Regions from separate parts of the Gossypium hirsutum genome. Here region 2 is linked to region 1. A link is a contact called in public Hi-C data. All regions are on one chromosome and are shown on one strand. The core of a region is the stretch at or near the end of the contact, and the rest is flanking DNA. Distances in the headings are between cores, read along the strand shown.

What was found. Hi-C and Micro-C count contacts between places; a contact is called where the count stands out from the background.
Region 2: a Hi-C map of leaf shows a contact between it and region 1, with 2.0 times the contacts expected there. The contact joins the promoter of LOC107901672 here to the promoter of LOC107901676 in region 1. A contact is called at or near these places in 3 of 34 Hi-C or Micro-C datasets (all in leaf).

Annotation. Positions count from the first base shown.
Region 1 is chrD06:44,189,355-44,195,199 of Gossypium_hirsutum_v2.1, reverse strand. LOC107901676 (polyphenol oxidase, chloroplastic-like) reads left to right here and starts at 1,374. Exons shown (of 1, transcript NM_001326909.2): 1 at 1,374-3,534. The coding sequence starts at 1,502. The coding sequence ends at 3,298.
Region 2 is chrD06:44,421,631-44,428,010 of Gossypium_hirsutum_v2.1, reverse strand. LOC107901672 (dof zinc finger protein DOF1.4) reads left to right here and starts at 4,658. Exons shown (of 1, transcript XM_016827762.2): 1 at 4,658-6,380. The coding sequence starts at 5,420. The coding sequence ends at 6,253. LOC107901671 (gamma-aminobutyric acid receptor-associated protein-like 1) reads left to right here. Exons shown (of 6, transcript XM_016827759.2): 6 at 184-802. The coding sequence ends at 351.

The DNA.
Region 1 (5,845 bases), core at 125-2,624:
TTTATTGAATTATTTAAAATTAAAATCAAATTTATAAAATGTGTAAAAATTGAGGACTTAATGGTGTATTATACCAGTTAAAAAGATCATGTCTTCACTTCTGTTAACTATTTAATAGAGAGTTGTCAAAACAGAAATACAGTACTAGTTGGGTGATGAATTGTATAGTTTATCCTTAAAATTAAGGGTTTAAATGGATAAAATTCTTAAACTAGAGACTTATGTGACTACTAATTAAGTATGAGGGTTTGCTTAAATATGTGGTAATTTGAGGGCTTTTCTAGTGCATTAATCTATTTTAATTTACAGAACTAAACCAATAAAAGAAATCAAAATTCTCTTTAAGAATTTTCATCAAAAATAATTTTGAAATTTTTTATAACTTTTGTTTAGATTTTTTATGACTTTTTAAAATGATTTTTAAATTTTGAAAGAGCTTAATTGATTTTTTTAGATTTGTTATATTTGTCCTCATTAATTTCACAATTTTTTAATTTCCCTCGAATAAAAGAATATGGGTCAAATTAAATAAATATATAAAGTTTGAGGGCTAAATTTATTACTATATCTTACATATAAATACAAAAATAAACATTTAATAATGCAATTTTAATGAACTAGTTTTGTTCATTCATCTAAAATATAGAGATTATTTTACTCTCCTTTTTTTTCTTAATAAAAGAAAAATGAAATGCAAACTAAAATATAATATAATAGGTTTTGTCGTATTTTTATCCTTGATTTTCCTGTCCCGCAATATCTTCTTTGCTGGTGAATGAAGCCCATGTTATCTATATCGACCCACTTGCACATAATGCATTAATTAAATTCAACTAAATACCAAAAACAGTATGTTGTTCTTTTTCCCGCTCAGAAAAAAGATATTAAAAGCAAAATGTCAAATCAACCTACAAAGCATCCCTTTCAAATGCACTCAATAATGCCCCAATTGGAGCAAAAATAATTACTGATCAGAATTTACGCCTATGAAAATGCATATTTTTGTATATCATTTCAAAATATATAAAAAAATTAATAAAATTCTAAAGAATATAAAGATTTTTTAAAATAATAATTTTGAGACTTAAATTAGTTAATTAATTATTTAAATTTATTATGGTAAAGTATATATATATTTTAAAAATATTCAGATATATATGATTTTAAATTTATGCGCTCTAAAATAGAATTAATTAAGATAAATTGATTAGTGAGGAAGAAAATTTCGCTGCCCTACTGTGTAAGATTTTAAATCCACATTTGTGAAAATTTTATTGGGTTTTGACTAAAAAAAATTGACTGGTCTGCTATGTTGATTTTTCTAATAATCGAGGCAGCATGCTCTATATATTAGCCATCGAATTTCACTTTGAACATAACTAGTTCCGACAGGTCCCATTCTACTTTATCCCTATTGTTTGCAACCACAGTATTTTTATCTTGCTAAAGGCACTTCGATTTTGGGTTACCAATTTCCACATAAAAAGCTTAATTCACGGCAATGGCTTTCCCTGTCGTCAATTCACCACCATCAAACCCCGTCATTCTTCCCAGTTCCTCCATTCCAACTTCATGCCTTCCCAAAACATCACAACTTTTCATATTCAAGATGAAAAAGCCTTTCTCCAAAAACCTAGTGTCATGCAAAGCCAGCAATGGGAACCAAAACAATGAAGGCTCTTCATCTCTCAATAGCTTCGATAGAAGGGATATTCTTCTTGGCCTAGGAAGTCTGTATGGTGCAACCAACCTTGTGAGTGACCCATTTGCATTGGCAGCCCCAATAGCCGCCCCTGACCTCTCGCTTTGTGAGAATTCAACGGTAACATCTTCAAGTTCAGGAACCAGCATAAGTGTCCCTTGCTGCCCACCAAAAACAACAAATATTCTAGATTTCAAACCACCTCGGTTTTCCACGATACGGTTAAGGCCGGCAGCACATTTAGTTGATGCTAACTACTTGGAGAAATTTACAAAGGCCATAGAGCTGATGAAAGCTCTTCCTGATGATGATCCTCGTAGTTTCAAGCAACAGGCCAATGTTCATTGTGCCTATTGCAATGGGGCTTACGATCAAGTGGGGTTTCCGGATCAACAACTTCAAGTTCACTTCTCATGGCTTTTTTTCCCATTCCATAGGCTATATCTCTATTTCTACGAGAGGATTTTGGGGAAGCTGATTGGTGATCCAAATTTCGCGATGCCATTTTGGAACTGGGATTCTCCCCCAGGAATGGCTATCCCTAAAATATATGTAGACCCTAACTCTCCACTCTATGATGAAAAGCGCAACGTGAACCACCAACCACCCAATATGCTCGATCTTGATTATGCTGGCACTGAGGAAGAATTATCGAAGAGAGATCAAATAAAAAGTAACCTCAGTGTCATGTACAGGCAAATGGTAACCTACAAGACCGCTTCTCTTTTCTTTGGAGCGGCGTACCGTGCCGGCGATGATCCCAGTCCAGGAATGGGTTCAATTGAGAACAATCCTCACACCGCCGTTCACCGGTGGGTTGGTGATAAGCGACAGCCATTTTCTGAAGACATGGGGAACTTCTACTCTGCTGGTAGAGACCCATTGTTCTTCGCTCATCACTCCAATGTCGACCGATTGTGGAGCATTTGGAGAACATTACCAGGGAAGAAGCGAACTGATTTCACTGACACAGATTGGCTCGATTCCTCGTTTCTTTTCTACGATGAGAACGCAAATCTGGTTCGAGTCAAGGTTCGTGATAGCCTTAACATGAAGACTTTCGGATATGATTACCAAAAAGCTAATATTCCATGGCTCAAAAACAAGCCAAATCCTCGAAAGTCAGGTCGGGGTAAAAGTGGTGGTCAAGCAGTGGCGGCCGAAACAAAGAACATCACCCCTATCAGTAATGCCTTCCCTATAGCCTTAGACAAACTAGTGCGCGTTGAGGTTCCAAGGCCAAAGAAATCGAGGACTAAGCTCGAAAAGGAAGATGAAGAAGAAGTTTTGGTTCTACAAAACATTCAACTAGACCGAGATGCAGCAGTGAAGTTCGATGTGTACATTAATGATGAAGACGACGAGACACCGACTGAACCTGAAGATTCAGAGTTCGCTGGGAGCTTTACGAATCTACCGCATAACCATCACAAGACTGGGATGAAGCTTAACACCAACTTAACATTGCCATTAACAGATTTGTTGGAGGATTTGAATGTTGAAGGTGATGAGAGTATTTTGGTGACTTTGGTGCCTAAAGAAGGAAAGGGTCTGGTTTCTATTGGTAACATTAAGATCGACTACATCCGAGATTGATGATCAGTTAATTTGCCGACTCTTCGGTCGCTTACTGAAACATTTTGCTTCGTGAATTTGTTTCCCCTGTTTTTTGCATCAGTCTTTTTAGTTATAAATAAGGCCACTGCTATAGAATCCTTTGTATGGTGTACATGTTCTTTGCATGGAAACCTCTTTCTTGGATTTGATTTTTGGGATGATGGATACCGTCTTTAATTATTAAAACCAATAAATAAACGTTGATTTAATTTTCCAAAAAAAATTAAAAAAACTTTAATTTTAATTCCATTATAAAATAAATATCGGCAAATAAGTGGAGATTTTACATTTCACCATAGTGAGAAAGATTTTGAGATAACTGGGCCTAGAGAAATTAGAACCTGGCACAATTCATCCCAAGAAAACCAGTTTGGATTTTATGTTTGGAATCAGATAATGGATGAGAAATGTTAATTGTTTGTGTTTAATCATGAAAAAGAAACTTGAAACTGCTCATCTAATTCTGTAAGGAAAAATATGACGTTTTTGTCTTTTATTATTTTTATATGAAATTATTAAATAAAACAATTAAAAATTATTACTTAAAAAATTAATATCTAAGGATGAAATGGAGGTTGATAGTATCATTTTACTTATAATTCAACTGTTAGAATAAATTTTTTTATAAATATAATTTTTTTTAGTTCATCCCTACTGTGGATGTGATTTGGGTTAGTTTAATATTGTTTTTGGAAAGTACTTTTGAGAAGTTTTAAAAAGTTTGATTTAAATTTTAAGTGTTTAGTATTACTGTCAAAAAGTTTTTTTTAAGAAATAAAATATCCATTTTGGATATGGTATTATAAAGTAACAAATATATATTTAAATAACGTTCAAGTTAGTTAATATTATGATATTTTAGCAATAATATAAAAAATAATTTATTATAACTTGTTGTTAATATTTTAATATATGAAATATAAATTTTAAATATTTTTAAGCAATTAATATTAATTATTTATAAAAATAATTAGAATATATAAACTATATTTTAAATATTTAAATATAGCTATTAAATATCTTTAATTAGATATTAACACATTTGTATTATTTTAAGAAGTGTTTTTTATTTTATTTTTAATCAATGATTTTATTTTAAAATGTAATTTAAATATATAACCCATATTAGATATTAACATAACATAAAAAAATATAAACCTAACAAATTAAAATATTATATCTATTTGGATTAAAATTTTAAAAAGGGGTAATATTTTATATACCAAATATAAATATTAAAAATTTTATATTAGCATTTGTAATTTAAAGTGAATGAAAAATGGGAGAACAAAAATGGAGGGATGAAAAAGTAATAATGCTTCAAGAAATGCTATTGGCTCAAGAAAAGCTAAAAAATTTAGCTTATGAGTAACAATGCTTTTTAAAAGCCAGTCTTTTCAGCCAAAAGTTACTCGTTTAACACAAATTTTTTTCAAAAAATGCTTTTAAAGCTAAAAATATTCTTTTAAGCATTGTTAACCACAACTTTAACTCAAGTATATTTTTACCGAGAAAAATCAATGTTTCATATTTGAAGAACTTTTCCATTTTAGGCCAAGTTAAAATATAATAGCCTGTTGCTACTAGTTGAATCTTGACAAAGGTTATTTGAAATAAGATATCTTACTTAGTATTAGAGTTAGAAAATTATTTTAAGGGGGTCGGAATTAAATTATATATTTTTACGATAGTAAAAATTTAATTTCACCATTTTAATAGTCTATATTTTTATAATTTCTAAAAGATTACATCAAATTTTTATTATTTTTTGAGGTTAAAGTGTAATTTTACCATTATTAATTTAAAATTTTATAAATTTTAAATAGCCTAAAAAATAGAAAATTTTCCATTTTAGAGGGGTTGGGGCCAACCCCCATTGACTCCACCACTGAGCAAGGTCCAACTTACAAATTAATAATGAATATATATTATTATATTAAATTTAATTATAAAAATAAATATTAATATAAAAGTATTTTCTACATTTAAAAAAAAGGCATGTTAAGACTTAATCGTCATCGATATTATTGTCAGTGCAAGAGTACGTGAATTTGAGTGTACTAAATTACGTTTATTTTCTTATTTAAGAGTTGAGAAGAACTATACCTAATTTTTATATATATATATATATATAAACAAGATGCTATCACATTAAATATGGTACATTATATTGGAAATCTTTTATCTCTGTATTATATAAAATCAACTTCTTTTTTGACAAAATATAGCCATATGGCGTAAAAGTGATTATAAGGGAAATAAATAAGATTAAAGTTATCTATTTTTTAACTTATTATTTCTTATGTCAAAATCATTTTTTATTTTTTATATTATATCCAATTAGATATTTTTACACATTTTTTAATGTTTTAGATTATTATATTTATTCTCTTTTCTTTTTTATAATTTCTAACTAACAAATCTAACATTACCTATATCTATCTATAATATAAACTAACTAGTGAAAGAGTCATAAGAGTAAATGAGATCATAATAATATTTTTAATTTATATATATTTTTATATA
Region 2 (6,380 bases), core at 3,409-5,908, 230 kb before region 1:
TGTAATATATCCAAAGTGTATGGAAGACATCCTAATACTTTCAAGACTTGACAGTTTTAAATTTTTGTATGGCTTGTATTTTGTGGTCAAGAATTATGCTCTGCAATGCAACACAGTTTGCTGTACTTGCAGTATTCAGTGTGAAGCAGGGACATGTCTGATTGTTTTTTTTTCATTTGTTAGGTGGCAAGAAGGGCTACAGAGAAAGCTTACAATGTGGCCAAGGTAGATGAGAGAGTGAACAAGGCAGTAGCCTCAGTTAATAGAGCAGTCAATGCAGCAAGAGTAATTGCAATAAAAGCAGTCCAAAAGCAAATGGATCATAACCACAATAACAACAATGCCGTGTGAGACTTCTGACAATAGCTCGTTTACATTTGAAACTCAATGAGATAGCAGCAAGAGGATGATGGCTTATGTGACTTTCTTTTCATATAGCCTTGTGTATTATATTGTCATCTTCTTACAGTCTTCATTCTTGGCTGAAGAGTATTCAGATCCTTTTTAACATCAAAAGCACGTCTACATGCTAGGAAGAAATTCCAAGCATAGAAGTGAATGTGGAGAGAGAGATTTGATGGCGGTGGTGGTGATGACACCATTTTCTAATTAACTTTAGGTATCCTATCTTTGTACAGTTTTTGTAAAGATGAGCTAGATATATGAAAAGAACCATATATACATGATGGGCAGTTGAAACCTCATCCAGTCAATGCTATTGTATGTGAACTTAATTGGCTTTTGCAATGAATAAAACCATGAATGTATGGTAGTGTTAGATCTCAAAGTTAAAATGCTTTTACATGAAGGTAATCTAGTCATGTAAAATTTATTTCCCCAGGTTCTTCCCTGTAAATTTGTGACATTTCATTATGTGGCTTTGCTACCCCCAAGGTGATAGTGGCTAGTGCTTAAAGGGCGAAGGAAATTTGTTTTGACACGATTTAAACAGTAAGAGCCTAATTGTTGGAAAAGAAATATGTTAGAAACCAGATATGGATATATCTAAGAAATAAAAAAGTTAATCAGAAAAGCTTCTTCAATAACTTAATCCATTTTAATCAATATTAGCATAATCGATGACGTAATCTAAACACCAAAACTGATTCCATTGATTCATGAGTTCAAAATATACCAAAAAGCAAATTTGTTTAAAATTATGGTTGTGTTGATGATATTTGGAATCAGATAATTCCAACAGGTAAACATCCTACTTTTTATTCCAGATCCCTACATAAATGGATAGAAGAATCAGAACCTTTTCATTTTCCAATGTTTGTCTTAGAATTCTGATGCAGTTATCAAGGTTTCTTTAAGTTGGGCAAAGTAGTATGCTTCTGTATCGAATTCGTGCATTCTCAATCATTCAAGAACAATTGTTGCTCCTTCCTTGTCAAACAATTAGGTATGCTGGAATACAGATGGTTTGGTTAGATTTGAAGATGCGTTCACTGCAGTTGGAGGGCTTTTGCATGATCGAAATGTGGGGTGGATTATTGGCTTCAACAGGTATTTGGGTAATTGTACAGTATTGGATTATGAAATTTGGGGTATTTTCGATGGGTTGAAACTCATGCTAGATCGGGGGTTTGAAAGAGTCTTAATTCAGACTGATAGCATCGAAGTAGTTAACATCATCCAGGATGGAATACTTAAGGGTTCCAATTTCGCTTTGGTAAGAAGAATTCTTTTATTATTGAAGCTTTTAAGTCACTGGAGTACTCAGCATGTTTCTCGAAAAGATAATAAACTCGCAGAAAGGATCGTCAAGATGGTACGAGATAGAAGAACTGGCCTACGGCTGATGGAAAATCCCATTTAGATGGATTCACTTTAATATTTGACTTTTAGTTGTATTAATTTTTCACTAAAAAAATGTTGCTTATAGCAAATAGAAAATCAAATCTAATGTTTCCTAAAATTAGCAAATAAAGTTTGTATTTTTAACCACGGTTAGATGAAACGGTAAAGGCCTTTTTAACCTTAACCATTAGTGGTTGATGATTCAATCCTCGCCTGGGTATGGAGCAACTTTAAAACTCATGACCAGCATCTACCCCTTTAATGTGTCTATAGAACGCGGAGGATTAATCATTGAGCTCGCTCTAGTAGATATTTAAGAAAACCAAAAAGGTTTTTTTTTATTTGATAGAGAAAAAGTGGTTTGTTCTAGACAAAAAAAAGGATAAATTATCTTGTTAGTTACTTTAAAATTAAGTTGTTCTTATTTTTGTCACTTCAAATTTTTTGTTAATTTGATAATCAATGTTAATTAAATTGACCACTTCACCCTTAAATTCACTATTCCACCATTAAATCCATTTATTTTTTTTATTTTTTTAATATTTTCTCTTATCCTTATTTTTTTTCCTTTATTTCTTTTTCTTTTTTTCCATTCTCTTTCCTCTCATTTTCCTCATTTTCTTTCTTAAACTTATCTATTCTTGCATCTGACATACAAAAGCAATGGCAGTTATCACAAATGGAAATCCAGAACGCCCAGTAAAACGGTCAATCGCCGGCATTGTGGAAGCAATGTCAACAATGGAAATAAACGAAACTCATGTCGAAAACAAATTGTGTTTCGTGGTTTACAAGGAGCAATTTGAGTTGGAGATCAAAGTTCATAACATTCCTTGTGATCATATGTACCATTCCTAACTTCATACTCCCATGGCTTCAATTATAGAACTCATGCCTCGTTTGCTGCAACGAATTATCTGCAGCTGTTGATGGTGATGAAAAAGCTGAATCGGTTGTATGTATTCAAATTTGTATGAGATTCTAGTTGGGTTGACTGTTTGGAGGTCATCCGACGGAAGGTTCACAGTAGACAGGCTTCCAAGAGGTATTAGAGGAGGCAGAGATGATAGAGATTTCCCAAAAGTTTACATAGATGTGGATGATAATTTAAATAATGGATGGTTGCCATAAAGGGTTTCATTAGAGTGGTAAAGAGGAGGGTTTTCCAGAAGATTTTTGGGGAACTTTTATTTATTTATTTATTTTGTGTGTTTTAATGGTTCAAGTTCTTCAAATTCTGAGTTAATTTCAAGGTAGTTTTAATCCCTAGATTTTGAAATTTCAAATCATTTATAAATATTTAGGAAAAATAATTTTGGAGTTATCTGATTTCACCATATTTTTGCAAGAGAAAATTTCAAGAATTGAGAGTATTCCAATAAAAAGAAAGAAAGGGAAAAAGAATAAGGAAAGGGAAAAAAATAAATAAAAATGAAATAAAAATAAATGGATCTAAAGGTGGACTGATGTGACCAAATTAATAAAAAAATTTGAAGTGACCAAAAAATGAATGACCTAATTTTAGAGGGGCTATTGAAAAGTAGTTTAACCCTGAAATATAAATTACAAGTATTAATATTTGATTTTTTAAAAAAAATAGATATTAAATATTATTGTTAAAATATTTTACAAGTCTATGTACTCTTTATACATTTAGAATTTAGTCCTTTATTTTTTTTTTTAGAAATTTAACTCCTCTACTTTTTAGATTTAAAAATGTAAGTTCAATTATTAACAATTTTTAAATTCTTTTGTTAAATCCATGTGCATTATGTCGTCATTCGTTGGTTGTATAGTTATCAAGTAAATTTTTTTTTTAATTTTAAAATGTCATACCAATGAATTTAAAAAATATATTTTAATTATGTTAATAATTGAACTTAAATTTTTAAATTTAAAGGACTAAAATTTAAAAAATTAAAATAAAAAATTAAATTATTGTGAAGAGAATAACAACCTAAAGCATATTTTAACAGAAATATCATCTTTCAAAAATAGTAATATGAGCCAATATCTGGTTGGAGTATTAATTAAAACTTTAATCCAACACTCAAATAACATGAATTCAAACCTTGTAATCATCTTACCTCTACCAATATTATAACGATAAAAAAAACTAATTACACCCTAAATCTGATTCGCTCGGGGTTCATATGCGGAACAGAAATGAAGTGAATTATTGATTTTTTATTTCTTTGCTTCTTCTGCCATTTTAGAGAAAAGAGACAAGTTAATTTCATGGACGGTGGTGACTGCTAATTTGACACCAAATGGGCCCTAATTAACTAGCTACAAGCCATATATATTTATTTATACTATAAATATAGCAATAGCTTCAAACTTCTATGCATGGATGGTATTGGCTACTCTTTTTATTAGAAGGGGTATCATTATAGCCATATTGATTATAAACTATACAAGACAAGATGATTCTTACTTTTAACTCTCAAATTTTCATAATTTCAATTTTATCATGGCATGGGCTACTCTTGAATCTTTGATAGCAATAATTTTACCATTTTAGCCATAAAAATATCATGAAACCATTATATAAGAGATAGATTATATTTTATTTATTTTACTTAAAAAAATAAGTAAATTAATCTATTTATATTAGATTAAAAAAGAAATTGACAAGTTTTGTTAAAAATTTTATTCCTTTCAATTGTTAACAATTGACATGGATGACGAAATAATTAAATAGTTTCACCGTGATGTGTCACTTGTATCTCATACTAACATAAAATGACCAATTTTTAATAATAAGAATAGATAAAAAAATTTAAAATGACTAATTTTCTCGTATAAAAATTAATTTATTCATTTTTAAATAAAAAACAAAATATAATTCAAATCATATTCATCTAATTTAGCAAATTTCTAGAATCAACCTCGAGGGCGATATATCATTTTCATAGATATGGCGGAGCCAACGCGTCCATGCAAGTGGTTTACTAAGGGTGGGTTTGGATAGACGATTGGGTGCGGTGCAGTGCGTTTAGTTTATTTTTTGTCTCACGATACAGTATCGCTACAATATCTAATCTCACCTCCACTGTTGTTTTTATACTAACTACAAATAAACGTATCGTCTATCCAAGCTCACCTTAAATTACAGTTGGTTAATACTTTAATATAGTACAACATGAAACTCTTTCCCCTTCTCTTTACAGATCATTCAATCACTCCACTATGAACGGTCCACCCAATCCCACGTGTCACAACCCCCACCATCACCTTCACCCCTAAGCAACTCTCTTTCTTCATTTCCTTTTGCTCTATAAAGTTCTTTTGCACCATCACATTACACCACACAACAAACAAATTTCATTAGTTTTGATTCTCTTTTTTACCTTACTTACTCATACTACAATATTAAATATTATTATTATTCCCTTTGCATAATATGAACGATACAGAGGGCGCTCAAAGACTGCTCATTTCTCATCACCTTATTTCGATTATCTGATCCCTTCTTTCACTTCCATTCAAAAGCTTGAAATTTTTATGGTTTTGAAAGAGCTTCTAAAATTGACGCACACACACACACACATACATAGAGAGAGAGAGAGAGAGAGAGAGAGAGAGAGAGAGAGAGAGAGAGAGAGAGAGAAGGATGGGATTGAGTTGTAAACAGGTTTCCAGTGATGAGGTTGAGTGGATCCAGGGCCAGTCTTTGTTGCAGGCTCCAATTATGGAGCGTCCAAAAGCTTTATCAATGAAAAGGCGACATCATCAAGAAAACCAGCTGCAGCAATTGGAACCGCCATTGAAGTGTCCAAGGTGTGATTCTTCCAACACAAAGTTCTGTTATTACAACAACTATAACAAGTCACAACCTAGGTATTTTTGCAAGACCTGTAAAAGACATTGGACTAAAGGTGGTAATCTTCGCAATGTTCCCGTTGGTGGAGGCCGTAAAAACAAGCGGCATCAGACATCCGCCGCCGCTTCTGCCAGTAAAACAACCACAACTACCATCAAAAGCTCCACCTCTTCCGCTATTCAACCGCATCAGCTTCCGCCTGCCGATCAAAAGTACATACCGAACATCAAATTTCATTCACCGTTGCAGCAAAATTCTGTAAATTGCAGAAACTCGGAGAGAGAAATTTTCAGCAGAAACAATGGAGTCTGCTTAGATTCTACCATGTCTCAAGGCTTACAGACTCCATTTCCTTTGCCGTTTCCATTTTCAAGTTCAAGCTCATATTCTTTGGAAACATTCCCATCATCAATATCAGCCTCGTTTCAGTCTTCGAGTCTCTACAACTATAGTGGAGAAACGAGGGAGGATCCAACTGGTTCACTGACCTGGCAAGAACCTATTACCAGCAATGGCATTGAAATGGCAAACTACTGGAATTGGGATGATATTGATGCACTTGTCTCTACTGATCTCAACATTCCATGGGATGACTCTGAGATCAAACCATGGAAAGATCTTTAAACCATGCATATATATTAATTATACATGTTGGCCGGTTCAAATTTTTTCTCTCTTTAAAATATTTGTTACTCTAAGAATTCTTTTTTTTTTTGGGGGGGGGGGGGAGAGGTATTTTCCCCCTTTCTGA